Linked DNA regions of Mus musculus: all the other regions are linked to region 1. A link is a contact called in public HiChIP or PLAC-seq and promoter capture Hi-C data. All regions are on one chromosome and are shown on one strand. The core of a region is the stretch at or near the end of the contact, and the rest is flanking DNA. Distances in the headings are between cores, read along the strand shown.

Region 1 (2,633 bases), core at 88-2,587:
GGGTCCAGGGCTTCTTAGTGGAACTCCTGGTGAGGTATTCTCTGAAAAGATCTTGTGCTGAGTCAGGCCACTGTAATCCTTGGAGCCTAAGAGCCTAGTTTACCTGCCCCTTGTGTTTTTTCCCAAAAGTCAACCTTCATATGAAACATTTGACCTAGATTTCTAGCCTTGAGGCCACAGGGGTTCAAGCTCTTGCCTGAGGGCAGCCCTTTTCCAGAACCTTCCCCTGTACATACGTGCTCCTTCCTTGACTGGTTCCAGGGGTCTGACTTTACACACACAAGAGGAAGGTGTAGGCAGCGTCTTTGTCCCACAGCTGGCCCAGGGTGGAGTCAGGAAAGCCTAGCACCTGAGCACCATACACCTTCCCCCCAACCCCCACCATGGCAGTGCTAGGTGCAGACCTAGACAGCAGTCCTTCCTCCCTGTGCCTCACTCCCCCAGTGGTTAGAGAGATGGTCCATTTTCCTTGCCTACCTCATGGAGCTGTAATGAGAAGTCATGGAGAAGCACTTTGTCCCTTTGAAGGATGACACCAAAGCCCCCCTGACAGGCAGTGCAGTGGTACGAACCGCAGAGTGTGTTTGCATCCGAAGCTCTGAGGCATCACCCTCAGAGCCTGCCAGTCTTAGAGGTCCCTGTCAAGCAACACCAGTTGCCATTGCTCATTGCTGTCAGTTGGGGGCCCTGCCTCTACCTTCAAGTTGGTTCCTGCCACCACCCTCTGAGTACGCAGCTCAGTATCACTGTAAAGGTACCAGTGCTGGGAGGTGGGGGTGGGGAGGCGTGGGGAGGCGGGAGGCTCAGCCCTGAAGCAATGGCTTGCCCTAGCCTTATCCTGCAAGCCTCACTTCTTCCTCTAGCCTCCATCTCAAATGAATTCCGCATAAAAACGTCCTGGCACTTCTCCCCAGGGCCAGGGTACTTGCTCCCTAAATCCCTGTGCCCTTCAGAGACTGCTCTGTCCTGGAAGGGGGCCAGCAGAAGCTGACAGCCTTGCGTGAGGATGACTCCGTTCGCTTCTGCAGACTGCCCAGCGCGCTGTGACTGATTTCTAGAGTGTGTATGTTGCTAGTTTTGTTTTTGTTTTTTTAATAAAAAGCAGGATTCATGTAAATAGCTTTTTTTGGGAGCAGATACTGATCTGTCCCATGCGACCATGTGGACGATTTCAAGGTGCTGAAGCGACACTAATAAACTGACGGCGCTCAGGCCGCCCACTGCTGTGATTTCTCTGAATGTGTTGGGGCCATGCGGCTTGAACGCTGGGGCGCACGCGTGGAGGGGGCGGAAGCGGCCGCGGAGGGCGGGGTCTGTAGGACGGAAGCTCCGTCCCTCTTCCCTAGAGCTCTGTCCTTGGATCCAGCTTTCTCAGGCTGGTGCTGAAGGTCCTAAGTCAGCCTCACCAGCCAGCTCTGTTTACCTGGACCCACATGAGCGTTCACAGGCCACACGACCCTCCACTCCCTGTGCAGACCCTTCTGAGCCTGGGCTCACCGGCTGATCCATTGTCAACCGGAGCTCATTAAGCCCCCCTCATCTGTCCCGGAGCCTACAGAGCCCTTCCCAGAGCCCTCTGGGCGAGCTCTGCATCCGCGTGGGAGCGGGTGACCCAACTCCCACATACCTTCACTGCTGCCCTTAACTGACTTCCACAGTTCATACCCACGGAGAGGGTGGGAAATGAGAGCTCAGGTTGGCGCTGAGCCTGGGCCTTGTGTGGTAGGGTTGTCCAAGACAGGAGGAGGCCTATTGAGGGTGGGATCCTAGGACTGAAGAGCTTGTCAGGACCGCAGAAGGAGCGCCCCCTGCGAGGAAAAGCAGACCAGGTGGTTCGGTGAGAGCAGAGAAGGCTAGGCTAGCATCTATTTCTAGGCTACTGCTGTCCCTGGGGGGATGCTGGTGCGGAGGATAATGGCCACAAGACCTGGGAGAGAAAGTCACAAGGGACCCCGCTACTCGGCAAGAGTAGTCACTAGGTAGAAGGCGGCCCCAGCAGGGCCTGCCATCATCTGCTTTAGGGATCTGCCGTGGCAGCAGGAACCCTGCTCAGTTCCCTTCCTGCACCTTGCCCCACAGCCCTAGTCGAGGGAACTGCAACCTGCTGTACTTAGAGATGGACAGCAGGCAACAGCGCCCCCAGAGGAAGACGCTACAGTGGCAGCTTGCTCAAGAGCAAAGACAACAGTCACCCCCACAGGGGCTTGCCGTGGCCTCCAGCCAGCCAGACACCAAGAGCAAGCCTCAGGACGACTTGCAGACCCAAGACTGGGTAAGCAGTTAGGAGAGTCTTCCGAGAACCCAGGCTTTTAGGTGGACTGGTTGGAAAGGGACACCGAGAATGGGCCTCTGGGACAAGAGGAAAGGACTGAATGGGACTGGAGGAAACATTTAGTTTTTAGGGCTTGCTTCTCCAACTACTCAGGCTAGGCTCGGAGGTAGACTTCCTCTGGTGGACACCAGGCAGAGAGAGGTCGCCTAAGGTCAGAAGGAGTGTGCCACACATACCCACATCAGCTCGTGCAGTGTCCCTGACCCCTGCTTTGAGGTCCCTCCAAAGGTGACAACTGTCCTGCAGGGCTGACCAGTAGCCCCTTCCGCTTTCATAAGGCAGGGCATTCTAGATGGTAAAG
Region 2 (2,633 bases), core at 64-2,563, 450 kb before region 1:
GTGACAACCCCCCCCATATTCTCCTGTTTACCCCTTGTCTCCGTTCCTGCATCAGCCTTCTCTGCCTGCTTTGCCTTCTGAGCACACCTTCCTGAAAGACCTTATCAGGGATTTCTGCCTGTCCCAGCCACTGCTCAGGAGATCTTGGCCTGAACCACTAACTCTAGATGCCACGTCTACTCGCTTGCCCCCTCCCCACTGTGGCACTGAGTGAGGTAGAGAAGGATATTGTAATCTGCACACAAAGACTGTAAGGCTCTTCTAAGAAGTAGTGTCCAGATCCGAGGCCCTGACTGCTTCAGCCATAGCAACTGAAGAGAGTGTCTATGTCCCTATGTGAAACAGAAGACACAGACCACCATGACCTGCACAGCCAGGGAGGGTAGCAGCAGTGTGGCTGAGGCTGACTGGGAATAGCCTCTCTTCCCCAAGCTGGGGGAGGGGGGGTGTCAGTCCCCCAGAGGGTGTGTCTAGTCTCACTGGTCTTGTGACAGTCCTGCGAACTGCCCCCAGGACAACTAGGAGCCTGACTGCTCTGTGAACCTGTCCCAGGGGTCAGTTAGCACACCCTGGAAGGACACGCACCAGTGGGGGGCTGGGGGGAGCATGCCACACAGGCCTCCCAGCCTCAGGACTTTCCCTTGTCCCTGTTTCCAGTCTGGACTGAGTGGCAGAAACCATCGACCCCGAGGTCTCTTGGAAAGTTGAATCCTCCTCTGCTCCTGTGTCCCTCAAGTTGCTCTGACCCCGAGCGGATGTGGGTACTTCATCTTACACTTGGCGCTGGGCTAGTAGCTAGCTACAGCCACCCAAGAGCTGCATATCCTGGGCCAGCAGGGGTGACTATGTGGCCTGGTGGAGAGAGATCGTCTTAGTTAAGGTGACTTTCTGGGCGGCTCTCAGGAGAACCGTTCCTGGTCCTGGACTCGAGGTTCAAGACGGGAAAACAGGTGATCCCGCAGGCAGATCCTCCAGATTAACGGCAAAGAAACATCTGTGGTTCTGCTTTTGTTAACCGCTCTCTTGCCCCGGAAAAAGCAGCCTCCTCCGCTGTTTGTGCAACCCCAAACCCTAGTCCTAGCAGGCCAGTGGGCAGGGGTAGAGTCCGGGTCGTGCAGCACTGGCACCTCTCACGTCCTAGGGTGTTCTGAGTCATCTGCTTGCCCAAGTCGTGTCGGGGCGTCTAGCACCCTAAGTGCGCGCCATCTGCAGCGACAGCGGCAGGGACAGGGAGCTGTGGCCGCAGGTCACCGAGGTGCGTCACCGCGTGCGCAGGACCCGCCCCCGGCCCGCCCCCCTCTCTAGGCGTCCGCATTTAATGGAGCGAGAGCTCTGGCGGCGGCGGGCTCTCGCTTGGCCCAGAGCAGCAGAGGAGCTAAGCCAGCATGTCCGGGACCCGAGCCTCCAACGACCGGCCCCCCGGCACAGGCGGAGTCAAGAGGGGGCGGCTGCAGCAGGAGGCGGCGGCGACAGGCTCCCGCGTGACCGTGGTGCTGGGCGCGCAGTGGGGGGACGAGGGCAAAGGCAAGGTGGTGGACCTGCTGGCCACGGACGCCGACATCGTCAGTCGCTGCCAGGTGCGGGCCAGGCGCCGAGTCCCTCCCTAACCTGCCCAGCGAGCCTCTCCCCTTCCCCGGGATCCGGACGAACCCCTTCCTCCTGTGCCCTGAGTGGGTCACAGCCTTTTGGATTCCTCCCTCCCAGGAGTACCTTCCCCACTGCCTAAGTCCTCCTTCCCACACACACCCTCTCACACAAAGCTCTTGGCCTCCCACCACCCACCCACCTCCTCCCCAGGGCAATGGCAGGAGCCCGAGCTAAAAATATAAGTCGCTGAGTTGAGGACATGGGATCCTCAGGGGTAGGGCGTTCCAGGGCGGTGATGGTGGGCCCTCCAGTGGGGAAAGCCCCAACGGGGTGGGTCGAGGTACCCTAAGATGCAGCAAAGGGTGAGAGCTGCTTTCTGAGAAGGGGGGTGTCCTCGGCGAGTCAGCCAGGCAGAGACAGGATGAAGATAGGTTTCTAACCTAGAGGAACGCAGGGTCAGGAGCCTAAAGCAGAGTTCAAAGGGGTCTGGCTGACATGGAGAAAGGAGGAGTCACAGATTTCCCGGGCAGGGTGTGACCCGGTGGCTGGTAGTGCTCAGAGAAGGCCAGAGACAGTCTTTGTGCCCTTGGCCAGCTGCAAAGTGCTCTGAGCACCCACATTTGTTCTGACTGACTCTGGACAGCGGGTGGGTACTCTCCTAGGGCTAGCTGCCTGCTCTCCTTAAGTCTCTGTGGTGTTGAGCTGCAGCTAACAGCCACACTGCCTCTGCGGTGCCATCCTCAGCACAGAGGGCTCGGTTTGAGGGAAGATACTCTGTGATACTGGGTTTGGAGCCACACTTATGGCTGCTGACCCAAATGAAGGTGGGAACACCTGCTGGAGTTCTGTCTCCCTGGTTCTGTGGCTTTCTTGCTGAGTTCCCGAGGACTCCTAGGAGGCCTCCGGAGGCATAGCTTGGTTCCCTGGGCCACATTTGCCCAGCTGGGGATGAGGATTTCTGGAAACTCTCTTAAGAATGAGGAGCTACCCTGCTCTCTCACCCTGTTCACCCCTCTCCCTTGAAGTCTCTAGGTCCTAAGGACAGA
Region 3 (2,633 bases), core at 68-2,567, 400 kb before region 1:
TGGGAGCCCCCTTGGGCTTCCAATACAACTTTGAACAGGCCCCCTGGAGCTGTCCCCAACAGCCAGAAAGCCCCACTTCACAACTGGGTACTCTGTTCTGAGTGTCTAATGAGCCGGGCAGGGGGTTGGGGGGAGAGACAGGACTCAGCGGCTGTCTCTACCCAGAATGCCTTTGGATATTCTACCCAAACCCCTTTCCCTGTAATTCCTGTGCAAGACCTCCTTCATACTTACCCTCCAGCTCTCTATGTGGTGCCCACCCAACATTATTGGTCCCTGGACTTCTAACAAATGCAAGGTGAAAATTCGGAACGGGCCTAGCCCCATAGGAACTCTGGCTCTGTGATTTGGTACTGCGTGGCCCCTCCCTCACGCTAGAACTGTAAATGAGAGTGTCTAACTGACAAGCTTAATGAAGCTCAACGTGAGCGATGTCTCAAGCAACTTCAAGCCCCCTCAGCTAAGAATACCCCTCCGCCTGCACACTTGGGAGCCATTGGTGTAGCCCATGCCAAGGGGCCTCGACTCCTCTAAACCCCGGGCTCTATTGTCACGTCCTCTCCCCAGAAGAAGCAGGAGTCTCCTCAAACCCTGCTGACCCTGATTCCCCTGGAACACTGTGCCCAGGGTGCCGGCCCTGGCCTCTCTCCATATCACTCCTCCTACATCCTGTGTGTGACCTGTCTGCCTAACTCCGGAGGTCTCCTGCCACTTCTCTGTGATTGTGTCTTAAACCCATCCCACCACATCTGCCCTACCCAGTGCCCTCTGTCACAGATCTTAGTGCGCTTGACTGTCAGCCCAGGGTCTGCAGAGGGCGGTAATTCTCTCTCTGAGACCCCAGCTCCACGGCCTGTCCCAGATGTGTTAACGTGAATTCAAGAGAAATCTTCATAGGGCGAAGTGAATTTCTTTTTGACATTTGTGGTCTCTCATTGGCGCCCTGACCCATCTGAAGGACCGTCTTCCAACGGGTCCGAGGCCATTGTCCCGTAGTCCACGGAGAAGCAACTGCCCCTTTGTCCACCAGGGCAGTCGGGACCCCATGGAGGACACAGAGGCCCAGGAGACAAGTATCGCGAGAGGGTCCCGCACCCCCTCCCGTCACAGAGTGCGGCGGGCTAGCTTCTAGCGGGACTGACCGGGTGGGGCGGACAGAGAAGGGGTAGCGAGGTGACCTCAGCGGTTCGGCCGCTCCGGGAAGTCGCCCGGTCCGCCCCCTCCAGCTCCAGCCGGGAGTTTCGCTCTTCGGGGCGGGGCAAGCAGCAGGCGTTGCCCCGCCGGCCAAGTTAGTGCGCGCCCCGCCCGGCGCCGTCCGGGTCCCCGCGCCCTCCCGGCCGGGGCGCGCCGCCCCCAGTTCGGTGCGGTCCGAGCTGCACGGGAAAGCTTGCAGAACGAGCGGAGAGCCGCGCGTGCGGCGAAGGTGAGCACAGGGGCGGGTACTCGGCTCCGCCTGCCTAGCCGGCCGTTCCCCACGGCCGCGCTGCCATAAATGGGGCCGACGGCAGCGGTGGCAGCTGGCGGCGGTGCGGGCGGGCGGCGACTCTGGCGTCGGGGGGCGCGGCAGGCGGGGGGGGGGGGGCGAGGCAGCCTGAAGTCCTGACTTCTTTCTGTCCGCGCGGCTCGGCCCCTCCGCTGCGCCCCGAGCCCCGCCCCGGCGGCAGAGCGGCTTCTGTTTACTTTCGATCGAGTTTTTCCTGCTCCGGGCAGGTGCCGGGGCAGCTCAGGGCTGGCGGTTGCGCGCGTCACTCCCGCGCCTCTCTGTGGGCTGCCTGCACCCGGGAAGGGCGCGTCGGGGCGAGCGGGGGCCACGGCATCCCCGGCGTGTTGACAGGCGTCCCGTTTGTGCCCAGGTGATGACTGCGGCGGCATGGAGTTCCCGGAGCACGGCGTACGGCTGCTGGGCCGCCTGAGGCAGCAGCGCGAGCTGGGGTTCCTGTGCGACTGCACTGTTCTGGTGGGCGACGCGCGCTTCCCTGCGCACCGCGCTGTACTGGCCGCGTGCAGTGTCTACTTCCATCTCTTCTACAGGGATCAGCCCGCGAGCAGCCGCGACACGGTGCGGCTCAACGGCGACATCGTCACGGTACCCGCCTTCAGCCGCCTGCTGGACTTCATGTACGAGGGCCGCTTGGACCTGCACAACCTACCTGTCGAGGACGTCCTGGCTGCCGCCAGTTACCTGCACATGTATGACATCGTCAAGGTCTGCAAGGGCAGACTCAGAAAGAAGGACCCAGATCTGGAGACCCGTACGCTGGGGACAGAGCTTCCTGGGCAGCCACCACACCCCCTGCCTTCCTGGTCCCCTGCCTTCTGCCAAGCCGCACCAAAGGCCAAACACCCATCTCTAGGGGTCAAGGCTACCCATCCCCTGCCAACATTTGGACCTCCGTCTTGGCAGGTTGCAGAGCAGTCAAGTGGGGCCCTGGACCTGTCACTGAAGCCTAGCCCAAGACCGGAGCAGGTACACCCACCCTGTCGCCTCCAGACATCCCTCTGCAGCTCCGTACAGCAAGTGGCGCAGCCTCTGGTGAAGGCTGAGCAAGATTCGTTCTCAGAACAAGATAGCAGCAGCCCGCAGAGCGCGGACCGATCCCCACCACCAGTCTGTGCTTCTGCAGCCCAGGGCC
Region 4 (2,633 bases), core at 61-2,560, 370 kb before region 1:
TGGCTTGTCACCTCCCCAGGATCAGGTCCAAGTGAAGTGACACAGTAAAGGAGGGGACTCGAGAGACATGAGGGTAGTAAAGGCTCTGTAAACTGTTCTGACAGAAGACAAGAGGTGACCCGATCCTGAGACAAGGTCACCAGGGTGGGGTAATGCCACGTAGAGGGAAGGAATGTTTTTGTTTTTGTTTTTTTTTCTGATTGGCCATATTAATTGAGACTGAGGGAAAAACAAAGGTTAGTAACTTCATACCAGGCTTCAAAGGAGTGGTGGTTCACTCCAAAAAGATCACACACCCCACCCACATGATCTCACCTGTACTGCCAGCACCCAGGAGGCTATGGCAGGGGGCTCTTGAGTTTGAGACCAGCCCAGGCTTTGTTTATAAATAAACCAGAATGAGCATCTAGAACAGCTGCCATTGTTGATGGTCTATGATGGTCTACTGCCACATCAGGCCCACCCACCTGTGCATCACAGGCCCACCCACCTGTGCATCACAGGCCCACCCACCTGTGCATCACAGGCCCACCCACCTGTGCATCACAGACCCACCCACCTGTGCATTGAATCACACAGCAGCAAAGGGGTGTCTATGAGTTTCCTACTGCTACCAAAGCAAACCACCACAAACCCAGTCACTACAAATGACCACTTCATTCTCTTCTTCTGGAGACCAGAAGACTTGAGGCAATGGGTTGTAGGGTCGATCCTGCTGGAGGCTGTGGAGAGAATCTGTCTCCCTCCTTCCTAGAGGCTCCTTCCCAGGCCCTTCTTATAGATCACAGAGACAAGCATGGACTTCATGCCAGCTGTCACATATGTCCAACTTCAACACACTTTAGATCCACGGACTTAACCACAGGACATGCCCAAGAGTCACTAGAACCCTGTGAGAGGACTTGAGCCTTTTGTCACTTGATGCTCATGGTCTGTGATCTTAGAAACATGATGAGCCCCAGGGATTAAAGAGCGTCAATTTATGACTAGTATATAATAACCCCAGAAAGCCGGGCTGTTCTCCCCCCGGTCCACCTGGATAGTCGCCCATTGGTCCTGGGGGAGGCTTGGAAGGATGCCCACAGAGGACAGCAGTGACTTCCTAACTGTATCTCTTTCCTCAAGTCCAGCCTCTATGGTGGTTAAAGGGCTTTGCGTCTGTTCTAGTTTACTTTACATTGCTGTGATAAACACCATGACTAAAAACAACTCAGCTTACACTTCCAGGTCACAATCCACCCTTGAGAGAAGTCAGGGCAGTAACTCAAGCAGAAACCACAGACAAACGCTGCTTCCTGGCTTGCTCACTCTCTGACTCATACCTAGCTGGCTTCCTCATGCAATGCATACCCACCTGTCCTGGGATAGTGCTGCCAACAGTAGTTCTCCTTACATCTACCAGCCAAGCAAACTTCTTAGTGGTAAAGCTTGATCCATGTCCACACAGGCACTCCAATGGGTATGTAGTGACAATTTTGGAATTTTGGTTTCTTTCAAAACACAAAAATATTCTAAGAATCTAAGAATTTTCATATCCCAGGTGTGGGGACATGGGCTGCTTCAGGCTGTCCACAGCTGCTGACTGGTTTGCCCAGTGCTCTAGCAGGGGCGTGGTTTTGCCTGCTACAGATAGTTTTTGCAAGCGTGTGACATTTGAAACTTTGGGGACATTTAAGAGGGTATATAAATGAGTCCCAAGAGGCAGTGTGGGTTGTTGATTGGTTGGTGGTGGTCGCTGTTTGTTAAGTAGTCATAGAAGAGGAGGGGAAAGAGGAGGAGGAGGAGAGAGAGGAGGAAATTAGATATCTGATGGTGAAGATCAAACTTCCCGGACTCCCCCCAGGAACTTGGTGTCCTTAATCAACCCAGCAGGAAGTAATCTAATGATAACACTGCCTCCTTTCCCCTCCATTCTTCTTTCTCTCCTATCTAGTGATAGGGGATTGGAAGGGTGGAAGAAAAGGTTGCAAGGAAGAAGAACCCACAAAGTAGCAACACAGGTGCTACACAGTGGCTACATGGGTGCACTTACAAGAACACACAGCCTGTGCAGAGATCTCCCCTTAGTTTGACTTTACAAGAGCCTGACTCACAGGCTCCAACCAACACAGAGCAGTAGACTCATGTGTCCATGAGCACTTGGCTCATAGAGACTCCGCTCATGGGAGGCTGAGACCCTCATGTGGGGCAACCATGCCACCAGACAGAAGAACTGGTAAGGTCAAAGCAGATTTAAAAACCCCAGTAAATCTCAAAATTGAGAACAGCAGGCATTAGAGTCAGCTCCTGGCCAGACTATTGGTCCTGAAACATGTGACCACGACACACCACTAAGGGGACCATGACAACAGTCACCTAAACAGCACAAAAAACTAGAGTTCTCCATGCTAATGAGATGTCTAGATAGGCCCGAGTGTTTAGGCAACGAGCTTCCCTTCCTGGGCATCCCTTCCTGCAAAAGGTGTTCAATCTCTGGTCCACCCTGAGTAAGACTTATGCATTTTCTTTTTTTCTTTTTCTTTTCTTTTTTTTTTTTTTCTTTTTTTTGGTTTTTCGAGACAGGGTTTCTCTGTATAGCTCTGGCTGTCCTGGAACTCACTCTGTAGACCAGGCTGGCCTCGAACTCAGAAATC
Region 5 (2,633 bases), core at 53-2,552, 350 kb before region 1:
GACAAGTCTCCTCTGCCTCCATCTCTTCCAGTTCCTGGCCTCTCCCTGGAGTCCTGGCCTCCCCCTCAAAGTACTCCCGTTTGCCCACAAAGACATCTAGAGCTCTCTCCAAGGCCTTCATCTCATCAGGTCTCAGCTGGCACAAACTTCCTGAGCCCCACTGTCCTTGGGATGACATCCAAAATTGGTCACGAGGCTACAGGTTCCTCCTCTGTCCATACCGCAAGCCAGGCTCCCCCATTTGGGCCTGTACTATAAGCTCGCACAGCCAGGCCCAACAACCTAGCACATTCTCATGCAGTTTTTCCTATCTGTCTCCTCTTGGCGGGCTTGCCTCTACTCTCGAGTTGTGTAGAACCCCTTCCACCTCCTTCTACAGGGCAGGGATGGGCAACTGTGCCCGCTGGCTTTGGAGCCTGGGCGGGGTGGATTGGGTTCACGAAGCTCCTGTACCAGCAGGATAAAGCGCACATTCCTAGGCCTGGAGTTCTGCTCTGCATTCCACTTCCGCCAAGGCCCTCACTAGTACCCTTCAACGGGAATGCAGGAATGCACTCTGAACAGTACTTTCTCCACCACTCTGCAAAGCCGCTCCGCCCCACGCTAATCCTTTCCCCCTTGGCACTAGAGGGACACCTGATACCTCCATTGTTGCACCAGGCACCAGCCAGCGGCCGGTGAGAACTTACCTCAGGAACTGGGAGAGCCTCCGGAGTTCCCCGCCCCTCCCCGTCCAGCCCACTGTGACATCCAGGTACGTTGGTGTCTTTGCCCACCATCCTGTCCCGAGCCCGTGGCCTATCCTGCAACGTCGAGGGCGCAGGAGGAAGAGACCCAGCTGGACGCACAGGCCTCTGGGATCCATCCTACTTCCTTCGCCCTGCACCCCTCCACTGGGCTGAAAGGCCAAAGGTTGGGGCTGGGAGAGCGGCTGGAGCTCGGGCTTCTGGAATGTGGTTAAATGTTAACTATTCGGCTCTGGGACAGGACGCTGGGCAGCCGTACGCCCTTTCTCGCAACCCTGGGATAGCCAGCGCCAGAGAGAAGGGGGTCTGAATGCACAGGGTGGCGGAGATGCGCCGCCCCAGGCTGGGCCGGGGACAAAGGTGATCGCCCGTTCCTGGTTGCCCGATCCGGTGCGCCGGGACGGGTGGACGGAACGGGAGGGGCCGCGCGTAACCTCTGGGGCGGCGCTGCGGAGTCCAGCTCACCTGCTGAGGCTGGCCCGCCCTAACCTGGTTTCCGGGGGGCGGGGCGTCGCGGGGCGGGGCATCACGGGGGCGGGGCGCGCCGGGGCGGAGCGTGTCGCGGCAGACGTCAGGGGACCCGCCGCGCGAGGCCGCGGTCCGGCGCTCTGCCCGTGGGCTCGGCCGGGGCTGCCGCCAGCGTGCGGGCCGCGCCGGGCATGTCCTAGGCGGCGGCCCCGCCCAGCGCTCGGCCGGGCGGGCAGAGGGCCGGGCTGGGCCGGGCAGCGTCCGGGCGGGCGAGCCGCGGGCCTGGCGGGAGCACAGGTAGGACGCAGGAGGGGCCGCGCCAGCCCTGCGCCCACGGCGGCAGGGCCTCCAGCAGGGCACCTGCGTGCCTCCAGGCCACACCGGGGCGGGCGGGGCTGGACAAAAGCGGCGGTGAGGAAGGGGCTGGGCGAGGGCCCGGCACACCTGGCCCGGCCAGCGCTTGCCGATGCTGCCCATGTCTGCGCGCGCCCGGGAGGGGCCTCCTGGCACCGGCGACAAGGCCTGGCCCCGCGCATGTCTACGCGGCCTGCCGAGCTGGTAGACCTGGGCGCCCGGTCCCCGCCCGGGCAGGGCCAGCGCTGATTCAGGATACAACGCCGCTCCCTCCCCCTCTGGGCCTGGCGCGCCTGCCCGCCTCCCGGCCTCCTCCCGGGTGCCCGGTCCCCCCTCCTTCTGCGGTCCCTCCCTCCGTCTTCCTTCTCTTCTCTCCTTTCCCTTTAGCCGCCACCGTCTCCCTGCTTTCTCTGCCTCTGGGCTGTCCGCGGCCAGGAGGGGACCTCCTCCTGTCTGCTCCTTTCAGCCACGGGGCTGCTCCCTGCCTCCCACTGTCTCTCAGCATCTGCATCGCCACCTCCTCCTTCACCTTCGGGTGGTGGCTCTTCTGCTTGGCGCGGCTGAGGGGACAAGTTTGGGGTGTTTATTATTCTCCCTCCTAGCAACGATGGCCGGGCTAAGCCTAGCCCCAAACCTCCTACAGCAAGCCCTGGCTCAGAAGCCTTTCCAAGTTGGACTGGCGGTGGCAGTGGTCACCCCATGACCAGGCTCTGGGGGTTGGCCTCCCTCTCCTCTAAGGGTGTCCCCGTGCCTGCTGTCCACAGTGAGATGATGGCAGGCAGGTGATGTCAGAGTAGGAGACATCCAGGCTGGGTGGGGCTGGGAGGCTCAGTGACGCCCTGGGTCTGGGGCCTGGGGGGGGGGGGGGCTCCCTCCACAGCCCTGACACCTTTGCCAGTAGGATTGGGTCTTTCTGAGAGTTGGGGCTATGGATACCCAGTGAGGTCCTAGAGGCTGCAAGGGCATTGAAATCTTGCCCCTTTAGCCCTTGCCTCTCAAGCTGGGCCCTAAGGAAAGGGGACCTCAGAGCAGGGTATGGGTATGTTCCTGACCACCTGGAGCTGT
Region 6 (2,633 bases), core at 86-2,585, 310 kb before region 1:
ACAATGGGATCCTGAATCTATTGGCTTAGACCCATGTCTGCGCTGTCTTCTCTGGTGGATAACCCACAACAACCCCAAAGCCAAGTTAGGGCATTATCCCACAGGAAGTGAAGGATGGTCCCTTTTCTGCTCACTTTCTTGCCCACCAGGCTGGACACGGGTCACTGAGGTCAGGCCCTGCTCCTCAGGAGTACTCCCCACCCTGTGAGGTTGGCACTCTTCCCCTGAGGACACTCTGAGGCCATATCCCTGAACTGAGGCCTACTGCCTGCCAAGGAGGAGGGAAGTCAACCTGGACCCTGTTCAAAGTTGGGGCTGTTCCCAAGACCCTGATCTAAAGGCAACAAGGTTTGGTCTTCAGAAGATCCATCTTGGACTATGAGGGGAGGCAGAATCCCTTCAAGGAGCCACTAGTAAGCCTATGTTTGTGGACAGGCCAGGGAACAGCCTCACCTGAATTCCTCAGCGGGGTGAGTCATGGCTACCTCCAGATCCCAGCTTCCCTTGCAGCTAGGTATGGCCCTGTGGCCAAGCGTAGATTGAGTTGTAGCTAATATAGATAAATGGAAGTTCCCTTTCCAGTCTCCAGAAGTGTTCTGGGGATGCTTCATTCTATGCTAGGGATATGAGGTGATGGCTGAGCTTTGGAAGCCATTCTAGGGCTGTGAAGTTTGAATTCCAGGGTTTGGAGGCTAAGACTTCCTGTGACTGTGTCACTGATAACTTCTCCAGAAACTGGTTGCAGGGTATGGTTGGTGGGTCAGTCAGTTTTTCTTCACTATGACGCAGACCTGAGGTAAACTGTTTGAAGGATGAAGGACTTATTTTGGCTTGCAGCTTTAGAGGTTTTAACCAATGTCAGCTGTTGCCATTCCCATGGAACTAGAGTGTGGCCAGGCATAGTAACAGCAGCAAGGCAGAGGGAAGCAGCTTGCCCTATAACAGACAGGAAGCAGAGAGAGATGAAGAACCCAGGCATAAGACATGGCGAGCCAAGTCCTGCCCCAGAAACCTACATCCTCCAATCAGGCCCCACCTTCCACAGTTTCCACCTCCTCCCATCATGGCTATCATTGCACAATTTGTTAATTAGCTCATGATGCAACTTCAATAAAATTACCAGTCTTCAATATATGAGCCCCTGGAGAAGTTAAGTCAGTTTGAGGCTCTCTTACTTGAGACTTTGGTGTTTGCAGTCAAACTTAATTCCAACATTTGGTTTATGACTGAGGGACCCTCTCTAGGAGCAAGCAGGGTAGATTTTTCTCCAGAGGTGAAAGTTCTCAGCTCCGCCCCCTAGAGACCCGATCTGTCTTGACGTGGGGGTGGGGTGCTCAGAACAAAGAGGAAGTGAATGGAAGGGGGAAGCAGCAGGCCAGAGAGGAGGCAGGTGCCTGCCTGCACAGGCAAAGCCTGCAGACAGTGGCTGGAACCAGGATGGACAAGAAGAAAGAGCACCCAGAGGTAAGTGGTAGCCAGGCTAGAGCCAGACAGAGGGCCTCAAGAGGGGTGTCTGTCTACCTCCCACAGTCCCCTCCTCCCAGCACCCTAGGTCCCACAAGCCACCCAGATTGGCTGGCAGATGTCCACTCCTTGCTTGATCTATGGATCCAGGGTCAATGGGTATCAAAGTCTCCAGCCACTGGGCAGCTTTGTCCTATCCCACGCCTCGGGTCCACAGTTTAGCCCACAGGGCAGGAACCCCAGAACCTTGAGGCTCAGGGGGCTCTAAAGCCCATCCCCCAGCTCACCCCTCTCCTGATATGCCAGTACCAGGGAGTGTTTCCCTCTAGCCAGACAGTCCCACCCCAAGGATTCGAAAGACCCACAGGGACCAAGGATGTGACAGGTCTGCAGATGCTTAGAGCCGCCCTTCATCGTTCTCCTACCCTGACCTCAGAGTAGCTCCCAGTGACCACAAGGAGGTCAGAAGTCTGTGGCCCTTGGAAGTCCCAGATTACGGCTGCTGCATTCTTGCCTTTTTGCCAATCCAACTATTTTAGGGGATGAGAACACTTCTCTCAGAGCAGCTGGGAGAGGTAGGCCAGCAGCTCTTTGAGGGATAGCCCTGCCTGGTAACCCTGGCCCAGAACCTCATGTCTGTGCCCCACTGGACATTATAAGACTGGTCAGAGCCAGAAGCTAGGTTTCTGAAGCTGCCTCGGTCACTTGAGCTGCCTGCTATGGGTAGGGTGGGAGATATATCTAAGAACATGAGCCATGATCTGGATGGAAGTGACCTCCTGACTCCCTTCTTCAAGGAACTCTGGTAAGAGGGTGCTGGGCCTCTGTGGGTGACTCTGGTCCTCTCCCCCGCCCCCATCCTCTCACTGTGGTTTCTAGGCTCCACTTCCCCGTAACTTTGGGCATCGAGGGTAGATAGAGCCCCAGGCCTATCTCCTATAATCCATTCCCTGTGCTAAGGTTAGCCACATGCCTACAGGCTGCTGTCCAAGACAACCCTTAAGGGACAGTGGAATTAGTCTCACCACTCTTGGAGTGATAGCCTGACCCACAGAACTGAAGAAGCCCCCAGATTCCACAACCAACCAACTACAATCATACAGTGCCTTAGGTTCCAAACAGCATTCAGGCTGGGAGGGTGGGAAGTCAGTGCCTTGCTCGTGTCTGTG
Region 7 (2,633 bases), core at 95-2,594, 270 kb before region 1:
TGAGGAGACACTAAAGGTGGGAAGACCCGCTGCAGCCCAGTCCTTTGCCACTGTGTGTCCCACTGTGGGCCCAGGCCTCAGTTTTCCTGTCCTTCCAGCTCCCCAGACGTCAAAGTCAGCAAGGGCAGCAGGTGAGGGGAACTGGAGCCTTGGGAACGGACCGAGAGCAGGACCTGCTGGGTCAGAGTGAGGCAAACAAGCCAGTGTCTGTAAACACAGACTGTGTCTGCACCATCCTACCGGGCCACTGGGAAAGCTGGGAATAGCTGCACCAAGCCATGGTCCTGAGCTCTCTGCCCGCAAGCCTCAGTGAACAGTGCCAGGCTCGTCTGCCCAGGGGAATGGGGAAGGCTGTGGTCCAAGATGCAGCGAATGATCTCATCTTGTCACTTTTAAATCAAATTTTCCAGTAGTTCTCCTGAGGAGGCAGGGGATGAGGGACTGCATAATTCATGCAAAGGACAGAGCAGGGCCTAGGGAAGTCCAGGGGGAAATCTGAGTATAGAGGAAGGGGCTGAAGTTGGGTTTAGATGCAGGCCTGACCCACCTCTTTCTCAGGGGAGGTTGTTAATGGCTGCTAGTCTAGGGTGACTTGGATAAAGATGTGACAGGCTGAAGGCTGACTTCATGAAGCTCAGGATGGGGACATATGGAAAGGGCCAAGGATTTCTGTGGCTGGGGCTGGGAGAGGGGCAAGGTTAGTTCATCAGGGCCCTGCAGGGGCCTGTGAGTCTCTGCCTGTCCATGACCAAGACTGACCCTGCTCCGCCTTGGGTCCGGCTGGTGACCCGGCCCAGACTGTGAGCACACGAGGCAGGGCAGTGGCTCTCCTACTCTGCAGGCAGTAGACGCTCATTCTTGCAGAAGGGAATGTGATCTGGAACTGAACTAAATCAGGTAGACAGAGTTTTCCCCATAGCTTCCAGACTTGAGAAAGCATCCAATAGGAGAGCAAGGAACCAGGGCCGGAGGGTGTGGGATGAGGGGCCAGTACCGTGGCAGTGGCCTTACTCCAGGGCCAGGTATGCGACTGCAAGGGACATATCGGACACAGAGGCACTGGGCGCCATAATAAAAAGAGAACTGCTCCCACCGATATTTGTAGGGCGGGGGAGGCAGAAAGACCAGTCACGATAGCAGGCTGGGACCCACTGCAGAGCTGCCAGCATCCTCCAGTCCGCAGCAACATAAGTGGTAGTCGGGAGAGGATGGGCATGGGCGGGGCGCTGTTGGCCACGCCACACGGTGGCGTGCTGACGACACTTAAAGCACGCCGGAAGCCTGCTGGCACGCATCGTTGCCGGGCAACGCGCGGCGCTGGTTGCCGGCTAAGCTGGCTGTAGTATCTCCCCGCCGGGCGCCGGGAGGCGCGTCGCGGCGGCGAAGGTGGGTGCGCGCCTTGCGGGCCTCTGGGAGCTCGGGACCCCCTCCGTCTGCGCCTGGGACCTGGTCCCGGAGCCCGCGAGACTCCCGTCTGGGACGCGATCCCCGAGCTCCCTGCCCTCAGCCTCCGGCCTCGCAGACCGGGTTCTGCAGCTCATCCACCAGGACTTGCGTCTGCCCACAGGCCCTCCTTCGCCTCACTTGTTTGGCCCTAGGATACGCCCCCGTGCCGGACTAGTCATCCGCGAGTGCCAGGAGGGGTCGACTCCACGGAGGCACGTGAACACTCCCAGGAAGCCCTGGGCAACTCCAGCTCAGCCGCTGCATGTTTTTTGAGCAGCTTTCCTTCGGGTCGGCTGGCCTGGCTACACCAAGATGCAAGGCGGGCAGGAGGTGGGGAGAGAGTCAGTGAGTGACCTCGCAGAGGAGCCTGGAGAGGGGTCCCCCCACCAGACAGCTAGAGGACAGAGTGGTGATGGTTTGGAACGGAGGCGGATCTGCTGCGACGGTCCCGTGGTTCTGCCGGACACGAACGCTAACAGCTCCAGGCTGGATGAGGGTCTTCCCACCAGCTGTCCACACCCGGGGGAGCTCAGCGGCGGGTGGGGAGAGTTCGAAGGCTTCCGGGAGTCTTCAGCTAAGTCGGAGCAGTTTTCTCAGTCTTTTGAACTCCTGGGGAGAGCCACGGAATGTCAGCCGCTGAGAACCCCTTCAGTCCCCGAAGAGGGCAGTTCTTGCCAGGTGCAGCAGGGTGGACCCTGGGTGACAGGAACTGCTGCTGGCCCATCTTCAGAGGTATTTCCGTGGTTGAGTGGGAAGTATTTTGTCATTAGACTTTGCCCAAGTCTCTGTGCCCTGGGAATGTGGGGGTTTGGCTAGCCTTCTCTTCTCACCTAGTTTGTCTTTTGCTGTGTGGTTGGCTGTCCTCTGCTTAAAAGGAGGACAAGGAAGCTGGGCACCACCCGCCTTTAATCCCAGCACTCAAGAGGCAGAGGCAGGCGAATCTCCAAGTTCGAGGCCAGCCTGGTCTACAGAGTGAGTTCCAGGACAGCCAGGGCTACACAGAGGAACCTAATCTTGAAAAACAAACTAAAAAGGGGGGGGGGGGGAGGACAAGGAACAGAGGGCTTGGTCAGGGGACTGACATAGGGTCCCACACAGCCCTGAGAGCTGACCACACCTTTGCCTCCTCCACTGCCTCGGAGCCATTCCCCTCAGTGGCTCACCCCAAACACAGATGAGGATAAATA

Evidence for each region. Promoter capture Hi-C pulls out the DNA fragments that hold promoters and counts their contacts. HiChIP or PLAC-seq counts read pairs in DNA pulled down with a chosen protein or histone mark. Capture Hi-C pulls out chosen DNA fragments and counts their contacts.
Region 2: a contact with region 1 is called in a FOXA1 HiChIP or PLAC-seq map of pancreatic cancer cells. The contact joins the promoter of Adssl1 here to the promoter of Tex22 in region 1.
Region 3: a contact with region 1 is called in an HNF4G HiChIP or PLAC-seq map of pancreatic cancer cells. The contact joins the promoter of Zbtb42 here to the promoter of Tex22 in region 1. A contact is called at or near these places in 1 of 39 promoter capture datasets (cranial neural crest), 1 of 484 Hi-C or Micro-C datasets (embryonic stem cells), 1 of 115 datasets of contacts at active chromatin or transcription factors (pancreatic cancer cells) and 2 of 9 other capture datasets (adipose tissue and pancreatic islet).
Region 4: a promoter capture Hi-C map of the HPC-7 cell line shows a contact between it and region 1. The contact joins the enhancer-like site here to the promoter of Tex22 in region 1. A contact is called at or near these places in 3 of 39 promoter capture datasets (the C10 cell line, the HPC-7 cell line and cranial neural crest), 1 of 484 Hi-C or Micro-C datasets (bone marrow-derived macrophages), 1 of 115 datasets of contacts at active chromatin or transcription factors (bone marrow-derived macrophages) and 1 of 9 other capture datasets (liver).
Region 5: a promoter capture Hi-C map of adipose tissue shows a contact between it and region 1. The contact joins the promoter of Cep170b here to the promoter of Tex22 in region 1. A contact is called at or near these places in 10 of 39 promoter capture datasets (the 3T3-L1 cell line, the C10 cell line, the HPC-7 cell line and 6 more), 1 of 484 Hi-C or Micro-C datasets (the G1E-ER4 cell line) and 2 of 9 other capture datasets (adipose tissue and liver).
Region 6: a contact with region 1 is called in a promoter capture Hi-C map of adipose tissue, with 2.9 times the contacts expected there. The contact joins the promoter of Pld4 here to the promoter of Tex22 in region 1. A contact is called at or near these places in 7 of 39 promoter capture datasets (the 3T3-L1 cell line, cranial neural crest, frontonasal cranial neural crest and 4 more), 1 of 484 Hi-C or Micro-C datasets (uterus), 2 of 115 datasets of contacts at active chromatin or transcription factors (embryonic stem cells and pancreatic cancer cells) and 3 of 9 other capture datasets (adipose tissue, embryonic stem cells and liver).
Region 7: a contact with region 1 is called in a promoter capture Hi-C map of liver. The contact joins the promoter of Clba1 here to the promoter of Tex22 in region 1. A contact is called at or near these places in 4 of 39 promoter capture datasets (cranial neural crest, liver, maxillary cranial neural crest and 1 more), 2 of 484 Hi-C or Micro-C datasets (embryonic stem cells and rod photoreceptor), 1 of 115 datasets of contacts at active chromatin or transcription factors (pancreatic cancer cells) and 3 of 9 other capture datasets (adipose tissue, embryonic stem cells and liver).

What each region holds. Positions count from the first base shown.
Region 1 is chr12:113,073,165-113,075,797 of GRCm38.p6, forward strand. Tex22 (testis expressed gene 22) reads left to right here and starts at 1,338. Exons shown (of 3, transcript NM_001361919.1): 1 at 1,338-1,695; 2 at 2,080-2,272. The coding sequence starts at 2,117. It overlaps Pacs2 (phosphofurin acidic cluster sorting protein 2), which reads left to right. Exons shown (of 24, transcript NM_001081170.1): 24 at 1-1,237.
Region 2 is chr12:112,618,734-112,621,366 of GRCm38.p6, forward strand. Adssl1 (adenylosuccinate synthetase like 1) reads left to right here and starts at 1,314. Exons shown (of 13, transcript NM_007421.2): 1 at 1,314-1,577. The coding sequence starts at 1,386.
Region 3 is chr12:112,677,523-112,680,155 of GRCm38.p6, forward strand. Zbtb42 (zinc finger and BTB domain containing 42) reads left to right here and starts at 1,318. Exons shown (of 2, transcript NM_001100460.1): 1 at 1,318-1,423; 2 at 1,854-2,633. The coding sequence starts at 1,871.
Region 4 is chr12:112,701,276-112,703,908 of GRCm38.p6, forward strand. No RefSeq gene overlaps it. Among named protein-coding and RNA genes, the nearest start is that of Gm30298, 13 kb to the left of the region's middle. Within about 2 kb of position 1,311, at least 64 of the 459 cell types and tissues checked have an H3K27ac peak or open chromatin away from gene starts, as enhancers often do. A contact at or near this core is called in the HPC-7 cell line, where this site is marked.
Region 5 is chr12:112,720,872-112,723,504 of GRCm38.p6, forward strand. Cep170b (centrosomal protein 170B) reads left to right here and starts at 1,303. Exons shown (of 19, transcript NM_001024602.3): 1 at 1,303-1,511. Gm46382 (proline-rich extensin-like protein EPR1) reads right to left here and starts at 1,295. Exons shown (of 2, transcript XM_017315329.2): 1 at 690-1,295.
Region 6 is chr12:112,759,320-112,761,952 of GRCm38.p6, forward strand. It overlaps Pld4 (phospholipase D family, member 4), which reads left to right and starts at 1,336. Exons shown (of 11, transcript NM_178911.4): 1 at 1,336-1,464. The coding sequence starts at 1,438.
Region 7 is chr12:112,807,631-112,810,263 of GRCm38.p6, forward strand. It overlaps Clba1 (clathrin binding box of aftiphilin containing 1), which reads left to right and starts at 1,345. Exons shown (of 5, transcript NM_145450.3): 1 at 1,345-2,178. The coding sequence starts at 1,759.